Linked DNA regions of Ovis aries: region 1 is linked to region 2. Evidence: chromatin contacts called from public Hi-C data. All regions are on one chromosome and are shown on one strand. Each heading gives the region's core, a stretch centred on a gene start, on an enhancer-like site or on the middle of the called end of the contact. The rest is flanking DNA. Distances are from core to core; before and after follow the strand shown.

Region 1 (4,442 bases), core at 301-2,800, 260 kb before region 2:
GCCACGTACCTTGGTTCTGAGGACGTTTGCCTGGTGGTCTGGGTGCATGAAAACGCTCAGTAAGAGGCCCACGAGGAACGGCCCGTACCGACAGTAGGGCTTCGTGTAGTACTCCAGGAAGTACCGTCTGGCTGCCTCTTCCCTGAAAAACACGAGGACGTGAGGCCAAAGGCTGCATCTCATCTGGACATCTCTCAGACGTACACTGGGGCAATCAGCAAAGCCAGACGCTGGGAGTACAGGAGTTCACGTCTTCGGTGATGGTCTGCAGACAGCACCCTCACGATCCTGCCTTGGGCCACGCTGGTTTCTCAAATTCCAAACTCCCTTGGGGCCCTCCAACCTGGGACCCAAGGAAATGTGATGACTGCCTTCTTTTAAAATAGCTGTTTCCAGTGGCTGGCATGTCAGGATAGCTCTAAAAACATGGTTCCCAGAAGTAGACCCCTTCTTAAAGACGTGAACCTCTTCGTGGAAGCTCTCACAAAATTGGGTGGCTTGGGCCCCAGCCCTGGAGACTCACATTCAGTTGGCCCAGGGTGGTGCTTGCTGGAAGCATCGGTGAGATGTCAATCCCCACCCCCATCCCACCGCCCCCAACCCACAGGTGACTCTCATTTGCGTCTGGGGTTGAGAACCACAGGCAAAGCAGGAGCCAGCCTCCTTCTCGGCCACCCGGCTGTGCGCACAGAAGCTGATGACGTGATGGGAAGGGCATGGCACCTCTCCGGTCTAAAAGCCTGGGGTGTGCTCACTCAGCCACTCATCTGTTCCACTCACAGTGCATTCTGGGCACTTTTTCTTTTCTTTTTGGCCATCCTGTGCGGTATGTGGGATCTGAGTTCCCCGACCAGGGATCAAACCCTTGCCCCCTGCAGTGGAAGCATGGAGTCCCACCCACTGGACTGCCAGGGAAGTCAGTCCCTTGAGCACTTCTGCGCCTCGCATGGCTCTGGGCTAGTTCACCCTGGGAGGTCCGTGAAGGCTGCTCTGAGACATGTACAGACGCCTGTAGGGAGTGGAGGAGCTCGCCTAGCCCAGATCTGGATTCCAGAGGAACAGCGTTCTCGTGTGAGGGAGCAGCAAGTTCGAGGGCCCTGAGGAGGGAGCCTGTTGGTTGTGTGGAGGGAAGGAGGCTGCTGAGACTGGTCCAGAGTCAGCGGGTGGGGGAGAGACAGACGAGGCCAGACAGGGATTCTGCCCTGAGAACAATGGGAGGATTGAGCAGATGACTGACAGCATCCGGTTTCCACCTGCATCAGCCTGACTGCTGCACGGAGAACAGATGAGCGGGAAATCTCACCGGTTTTTCCTGCAGAAGACTCAGGTGGTACTGAGAAAGAACTGCTACACATACCCTGTTGGAAAGGCAAACTAGCGCAGTGGTAAGGTCCTAGGTTCAGCTCACACCTGTGCCACTCACTAGGCATGTGACCTTGAAGGGGCAACCCCAACTTCGTTAAATTTCTGTTTCTCCATCCCTCAATAGAGCTTCCAAGCTGCAGTTCGCCACTGGAGGAGAAACGCCATACAGCCACGTGGGGGCACCCCTTTCCTCCCAGAAGCGTTTCAGTGGGCAAGAGTGAGCTCCCTGTGTTCAGAGCAGATCCCCAGCGCCAGCTGAAAAGAGTCAGAGGTTTGGAAACAAACACACAACGAACTTTCCCATCCAGGCCGAACAGTTCCCGCCCACATTTCCGCAGGAGCCTACGTGCACAGGGCTAAGAGCCTGGCATCCACTCAGCAGCCCTGCCTGGGAGGTCCTGGCCATCCTGAGGGGAGGTGAGGGACAGAGCTGGCGGGCTGGGAAGCGCGGCAGTTACCTGGCTTCTGACGGAGCTGCCACCGGAAGGTTGTGAGCCAGTGTGAGCAGAGCAGAGGCGGTGCAAGATGCCAGGAGCAGCGTGGCCCCGAGCAGGACGAGGGCACGCTGACTTCTGCAAAGAAGAGAGCACGTTCACTTTCCTTCTCACTCTGGGGCTACCGAAGGCTGGCAGACTTGGCAACCAGAGGTGCTTCCTGCCAGCCTGCCTTCGAGAGAGGCTGGCCTGGGGCCAAGTGTGTCCAGAGCTGGGCTGGAGTTAAAAAGCTTGAGTTACACTTCAGTGTCGAGCACTTATTAGCAGCCCAGTCCTGGGCAGTGAAATCCTTGCCTTAGAATAGCTTCATCTTCTGCTGAAATTTACCGTGATGAGACCGTGCTTGGGAAAGTCCCTTGCCACCCAGGAAGCACTAGAGGGACTGAAGTGGAGGGACGCCCTGGGGTCCACTGGCTAAGACTCCGTACTTCCACTGCAGTGGGCACGGGTTCCATCCCTGGTAGGGGAACTAAGATCCCACATGCCGCTAAGTGCGACAAAAAGAAAAATAAAAAGTAATAATAATAAAAAAAAATTAAGAAGTGGTGATTGATTCAGGAGAGAGATGATTGGCAGGCACAAGTGAGACACAGCAGAGGGGGACAGAGTAACAGGGGGACCCGGGGATCCTTCCCCCAATCCAAACGCAAATCTGACCAGTGTCAGGGTTCAGGTGGTTCATGTGGAGGTAAGAATGAGGGCAGGGGTGGGGAACAAGGAAGGCCAATGCAAGGCCCTATCACGGTGGTCAATGCTCAGTTCTTCCAGAATGTTCTGTGGAGCCTTCTGAAATGCACCTCAAAACTGTCCTAAGGGGGTGAAAGAAAGAAGCATTTTCCTACCATCTTCTAGCCCCTTGGGTCAAAGGTGGCCCCACAAAATTAATTCCTCCAAAATTTGGGACTCTGTACACAGGCTGAGAGGGTTCGGTTCTGAGGCAGGAAATGAGGTGTAGGGACAGAGGCTCAGGGTGAGACAGTATCTGGTTATATCTACTGGGAATCAGGAGGGTTAGGACCAGGAGGGTCTGCAGTGGAAGAAATGCCCAACACGGATGCCAGACCAACCAGGTACAACCCTGCCTTTGGCGATCCTAGTCCAGTGCTGAAGTTGCCATGGTTCCTCGTGAGGAGGAGATGAGATGCCATTCGCTTCACACCACAGTGACTTAGGGAGTGAATCAGCATCTAGAGCGCCAATTCTAGTTCAGTTTGTGCTCAGGAGCAGAAGAGGCGTCTTAGCTCAGTGGTGCAGTAATTGACTAGTAATGCCTGCCATGGATGAGTGTGAGCAGGGCGGGTACGGTAACCATGTTCTATATTTACCATGTCTTCTTTTTTTTGCTGAACCATGGCTCAGTGGTAAAGAACCCATCTGCCAATGCAGGAGATGTGAGCTCAATCTCTGAGTAGGGAAGATCCCCTGGAGAAGGAAATGGCAACCCACACCAGTATCCTTGCCTGGGAAATCCCATGGACAGAGGAGCCTGGTGGGGCTACAGTCTATGGGGTCGCCAAAGGACACAACTTAGCGACTGAACAACTACCACCGCCACCCCCAGGAAGCATGCAGGATCTTAGTTCCCTGACCGGGGATCGAACCCACACTTCCCGCAATGAACGAGCAGGTTCTTAACCACCGGCCACCAGGAAGTCCCAATTCATCACGCCTTTTGCAGACCCTCCAGTTCCATCCTCCCTGAATTACTAGAATTCTACACGAATGTGTTCTCTGAGGGGAAAACGCCCTACCTATTATACCCCTTCCATTTAGAGGCTAAACGCAGTAGCACAGTCACAGGCTTGGGCGGCACCGGTTTCCAGGTGAGGAACTGAGACCCTCTTCCCATGACGGCCCCTCAGAAAGATGCTGACCCCAGGGCCAGGCTGTCTCGGTCACAGGGACACTCAAGCAGGTTCCCAGCAGACCTAGAGTGCAGAGGTACTGAGAACTCATTGTCCTTGGTGGGTGGGTGGCTGGCAAACCATCTGGTCAGGCCATCCAATAAAAACCCCCGTGCACTTGAGTAAATATTGTCTCACTCCCTGGGGAACTGGAGCCCAAGCCGTGCCACCTCTACTCGGGAGTCAGACACATCTCCGCTGGCCATCACAGCTGCAAAAACTACTAAAAGCTTCCTAGGACAGACTGCTATGGGCTGGATCGTGTCCCCCAGCCCTGCAAATTCTAACCTCCACGACCTCAGAGTGTGGCTCCGTTTGGAGATGGAGTCATTAGAGAGATAATTAAGGTGAAATGAGGTCAGTCATTGGGGCGCATCTTAATCCAGTGGGACTTGTGTCTTTATAAGAAGAGATTAGCACACAGAGAGCCCACAGGGAAGACCACGTGAGGAGGCACGGCCGACTACAAGCCAAGGAGAGAGGCCTTGGAAGAAACCAGCGCTTCCTTCACTAAACACCCTAAATGCCAGCAGTCAGCGCATCCAGCTGCCAGGGCGCCTCCGAGGGAGCCCGTAGAGGCTTGCCTGTCCTCCTTGGCCAAGGCTCCAGGGTTGGCCGAGCCGCACACCTGCCCTCCAGGTGCCTGCAGCAGCCACAGCCCATCACAGAGGGCATGTGC
Region 2 (5,124 bases), core at 2,272-4,771:
TGCGGCCCTCTCGCCGCCGGCCCCTGGGCGCGGCCGCCTCGCGCTGGCCGGGCTCCCGGCCCTCTGGAGCCTGCAGACAGGGCAGTTCCGGCCTCCGCGGGCCCCTCCGGCCGCTTCTGCGGGGAGGGGGCTGGGCCTGCGGCCGGTTCCCTCAGCAACGGGGCCTGGCCCGGCTGCCCGCGCGGGGCCCGGCCGGGAGCGGGGCGAGCGGCGGCCTCTCCGGGCCTGTCCTCCTCCGGGCAGCCCGGGCGCCCGCTTCCAGCGGGCGGAGCGGCGCCTCGGCCCTGCCCTGGACGAGGAGGCGGCAGAGCGGCCCGCGGGCGCAGCCGGGCTCGCTGTTTCCGCGCCGAGGCGCGGGCGCGGCGGGCGGCGGGGGAGGCGGCGGCCGGAGCCCGGGGTGAGCCTTCCCTCCGGGGAGGAGGCGCGGCCCCGCTGCCGGCGGCTGCCCCCGGCCTGCCGCCCCCGAGCTCGCGCTGGCCATTTTCTGACCAGCCTGTCGAAACGGCTAAGCATCCTTCTGTTCCCAGGGCCTCTTAATGGCTTCTCCCACCGGAGTCCCCTCTGCCGCGGGACCCGCAGGCCTCCGCCCGCCCGCTCCACCTCCTCTCGCGTTTTGCCGCGTCCTTTCTCCCCGCTGCCTCACTCTCTCTCCCCACGTTGCTTCTCGCCACCTCTTTTATTTCCTTCTCTCCAGCGTGCGCGCACACGCAGACAGGCACACACACACACCCCGCTGCAAAGACGAAAAGCCTCCCATCCTCTTTCTCGTCTCCGTTTTCTGTCAGGAAAATAACAGTTCTGATGGCCTTGAGGGGAGTCGATAAAGCCGTCCAGGCCTAGAGACATTGGCAAACTTTGTGAACCAGTGAGGCCATCCGCTTTAGAGAGCTTGTGTCCCTACTGATGTTTGGGTGTCTTGGTACTGAACGATGGGAGCTTTCAGATCTAGAAACATAGCTGCTGCAAAAGGGACCACTTTTCCTGACCACACCCACACGCTTTACATTCTCAGAAATACTATTAACGTCTTCTGCAGGTACCCCTTGCTGTTTTAAGTGACTCCCACTGGCCATTTCCTTAGGGACCGTTGTTTCAACCTGGGAAATGTCATGATGTGAAGTGTCACGTTGAGGGGGCCTCTGTCACCCTTTCACGAGGTAGGTTTTTGCTGTTGGAGCATCTCCAAGAATACTCAGGATCCGTTAGCACGGAGCATGTAAACCCACATGGAACCTACTCCCCTGAAGTGAACTGAAAGTCCCTCAGTGTGTCCACCTCTCTGTGACCCCATGGACTATACACTCCATGGAATTCTCCAGGCCAGAATACTGGAGTGGGTAGCCCTTTCCTTCTCCAGGGGATCTTCCCAACCCAGGGATTGAACCCAAGTCTCCTACACTGTAGGTGGATTCTTTACCAACTGGGCCACCAGGGAGCCCCACACTTCCCTGACCCACACACAGATAAAAAGATGCCAGTTCGTTTTTCACAGGGAGGAACGGGACCGCTGGACCAGCCAGCATCTTTCTTAAACCTGCCAGCACCTCGGTCCCCAGCCCTTCACTTCCAACCTCTGCAGGTAGGGTTGCTGTGAAGATCAAGACAGTTTATGTGTGCTGAACTTGGAGCTCAGGGCCTGGTGCACAGTGAACAGCAGTAATAGCAATAGTAATATCGCCTTTGACCTTCTGGCCACGGGAATGAACCTCTGTTGTCTCCATGCTTGCCATAAACTAGTGCAAGGGTTATTAACCTCGATTCACAGATGGATGCTCAGGCAGGTTCAGGAAAGGCCCAGGGTCACCCCGCTAGTTAGACGGTGCCGTCCGGGTTTGAACTCAAAGCGCTCAGCATCACACAAGCTCTGTCCCAAGCGTTTGCTGTCTCTGCAGCGGTCGTGACAGTATTGTAAATGGTTTGGTTAGCCCGAGTCCCCAGAGGTTTGTTCTGTGGAGACAAGTCCATTATGTCAACGCCTTTGAAATCAGCTGGAGGCAGTCCTCCGACGGGCGGCTTTCAGAGCCTCCTGAGCAGGTGGAGAAAGAAGAGCAGTGACCTGGGGCGCTTTGCAGCTCGAGCCGGGCTCCTTGTGCCGCCCAGGTTCTCCGGCAAGCCTGGGGTTTAAGGCCTCCAAGGAGAACTGCTTCATACAAAGGCAGAGGAGATGGCTGTTTCCACACTTTTGTGATTTTCAGGGAAAAGGAAGGCTCCCTACAGCGAATCCTCTAGATCCAGATGGTCTGATATGAAAGCATCCGAAGAGGCAACATTAAAGAATTATTCTTTTGAGGTCTTTCTTCTCTCTAGAGTCCTCTTTTCAAAGGAAGATGCCCACAAGCAGGAAAGCACCAGGGTGACCATCTCCCTGCAGGACAGTGAAGCATCAGCATCCGGGGCTGGGGAGGAAAGAGAACGCACGACAAAGGAGAGAGGCGGCCATCTCGGTGTTCTTCCCGGGCGCGCGCCGGGAGTATCTTTGGTTCGATGTTGGTTTCATGATCTTGGTGGGTTTTCTTGCTGCTCTCTGCTCCTTTTTGGACCCAGAAGGGGAAAGAGGGATGACAGATGAAGGGGTGTGGGTGGAGGGTGGCGGTTAAGGGAGGCGTTGGGCTTCCCTGGTGGCTCAGAGATAAAGAGCCCCCTGCCAGTGCAGGAGACGTGGGTTCAATCCCTGGGTCCGGAAGATCCCCTGGAGAAGGAAATGGCAGCCCACGCCGGTATTCTCGCCTGGAAAATCCCATGGACAGAGGAGTCTGGCAGGCTACAGTCCTTGAAGTCTCAAGAGTCGGCATGACTGAGAGACCAAACCACCAACACACGTGTGTGCACAAATGCCACAGACACACCCCATATGCAGACTCCTGCCCTCCCCCTCCCCCCGCAGTGTTTAAAGAGAATAACAGTGCCCCCTGGTGGCTATTTACAAACAAGATACCTCTAAACCTCCACTGAAGAACGCACAAGTTAGGCTGCTCTGTAGTAATTTACAAGGGGGCAGTCGAAAGTGCCCCATGGCCCTCTTGTCCTTTTCTTGGAAAATGAACTGAGCCCTAAACATCCTTCTGAGAAGAGTTTTGTAGCATTCCCAGGGGTCATCAGGGTGAGTGGAAAATACCTAGAAAACAGCTCCCAAACAATGCCATATCCTTGGTATCTTGAGTCCCTGGCTTTGTGCTTACTTGGGAAAGAAGCAGCAGGCTTAAGGAACAGGGATCTGTGAAGAAAGTCTTGATTTCAGGAATTGATTCCAGCCACTGTGTATTTTATCTGTAAGCTGTAGCAAGAGCAGAGAACCCTGTACTGTCAATATCATCAGTTTCTGCTTCTCTGACTTAAGCTTGATCTCTCTAGTAATGGTTTGTCTCTCCTTGATACAATTAAAAGAAATGTCATCTGTTTGCCTCTCCAAATTCCTATCCTGTAGAGGCACTGTGCCTGCGAGCTGATGACATCAGGGTGAATGCAGACATACCTGTGGGGCTTTGTTTTGCTCTTAGGAACTCAGACAGCCCAGGTCACAAGTGATCTTTGTCTTATCTTTATCTTGTCCAAAATCAATGAGATTGTGCATACTCTGAGCTTAACTCACTGCCTGTACCTCCTAATTGTTCTGTAACAGCAGCTCTGAATGTATCTGATATGTCTGGAACTCCGTGTATGTATCGGAACTAAAAGTTATTTCTAAGGAGTAACGTGAATTTTTAAATGCTTTGGGATTTTAAAAGGACTCATTAAAAGGCATCGGGATTTCCAACTGTGAGATTTTTTATTTATGTAGGAGTTCAAAGAGTGCTTTTTAAATGCTAGCTTGTGAATCTTCACAAAATCCCTTGGAAGTGACTGGCCAAAAAAGGGAAGATGGATGAACCGTTCATCTGAGTAATATGGCAGTAAAGTCAGGACAGGGCAGGGAACAAGCCGTTCTTAACCCGCCGACCCCGAGTCTGGAGCCCCCGAGTCTGGAGCCGTAAAACTCCCCTGTAAACAACCTGGATTGGCACTGTAAGTTCTAGGTAAGGGAGACTCTTTATTTGCCCCAAGGTGGGGAAGGAATAAAGCTCTGAAAAATAATTGTAGATGGGCCAGGAGCAGGATAATAGGGAGGAGAAGGGAGGAGGGTTCTTGTTTGTGCCTTCTCCTGCCCAGCATTTGACTACAGGTGAAATCAGCTGAGAGTGGGAATCGAGAGACACAGAGACGAGCGACGTAAGGGGCACCGGGGGAGCTTGCAGGAGGGTTTGGGGGAGCGTCTGTGTCCTGCCTTTTCAGCTTCTGTTGGCTGCTTAGGTTCCTTGGCTTGTTGCCACTTCCTCCACTTTCAAGGAGCGCTCTTCCAGTCTCTGCTTCCGTCATCACGTGGCCTTTTCCTTTCTCCTCTAGCTCTCCAGATTTCTCTTGAGAAATTTATGTGCAGGTCAGGAAGCAACAGTTAGAACTGGACAATGGAGCAACAGACTGGTTCCAAACAGGAAAAGGAGTGCGTCAAGGCTGTATACTGTCACCCTGCTTATTCAACTTCTATGCAGAATACATCATGAGAAACACTGGACTGGCAGAAACACAAGCTGGAATCAAGATTGCCAGGAGAAATATCAATAACCTCAGATATGCAGATGACACCACCCTTATGGCAGAAAGTGAAGAGGAACTAAAGAGCCTCTTGATGAAAGTGAAAGAGGAGAGTGAAAAAGTTGGCTTAAAGCTCAACAGTCAGAAAACGAAGATCATGGCATCTGGTCCCATCACTTCATGGGAAATAGATGGAGAAACAGTGGAAACAGTGTCAGACTTTATTTTTGGGGGCTCCAAAATCACTGCGGATGGTGACTGCAGCCATGAAATCAAAAGACGCTTACTCCTTGGAAGGAAAGTTATGACCAACCTAGACAGCATATTGAAAGGCAGAGACATTACTTTGCCAACAAAGGTCCGTCTGGTCAAAGATATGGTTTTTCCAGTAGTCATGTATGGATATGAGAGTTGGACTATAAAGAAAGCTGAGCACTGAAGAATGGATGCTTTTGAACTGTAGTGTTGGAGAAGACTCTTGAGAGTCCCTTGAACTGCAAGGACATCCAACCAGTCCATCCTAAATGAAACCAGTCCTGAATGTTCAATGGAAGG

What was found. A called contact is a pair of places that touch in the nucleus more often than the background predicts.
Region 1: a Hi-C map of hypothalamus shows a contact between it and region 2, with 5 times the contacts expected there. The contact joins two enhancer-like sites. A contact is called at or near these places in 15 of 16 Hi-C or Micro-C datasets (blood, hypothalamus, liver and 7 more).

The regions. Positions count from the first base shown.
Region 1 is chr23:58,437,214-58,441,655 of ARS-UI_Ramb_v3.0, reverse strand. It overlaps LOC101116529 (O-acyltransferase like protein-like), which reads right to left. Exons shown (of 15, transcript XM_042239132.2): 11 at 1,824-1,937; 12 at 10-142. Among named protein-coding and RNA genes, the nearest start is that of SEC11C, 48 kb to the left of the region's middle. Within about 2 kb of position 1,550, at least 29 of the 54 cell types and tissues checked have an H3K27ac peak or open chromatin away from gene starts, as enhancers often do. A contact at or near this core is called in hypothalamus, where this site is marked.
Region 2 is chr23:58,180,613-58,185,736 of ARS-UI_Ramb_v3.0, reverse strand. No RefSeq gene overlaps it. Among named protein-coding and RNA genes, the nearest start is that of ZNF532, 63 kb to the left of the region's middle. Within about 2 kb of position 3,521, at least 13 of the 54 cell types and tissues checked have an H3K27ac peak or open chromatin away from gene starts, as enhancers often do. A contact at or near this core is called in hypothalamus, where this site is marked.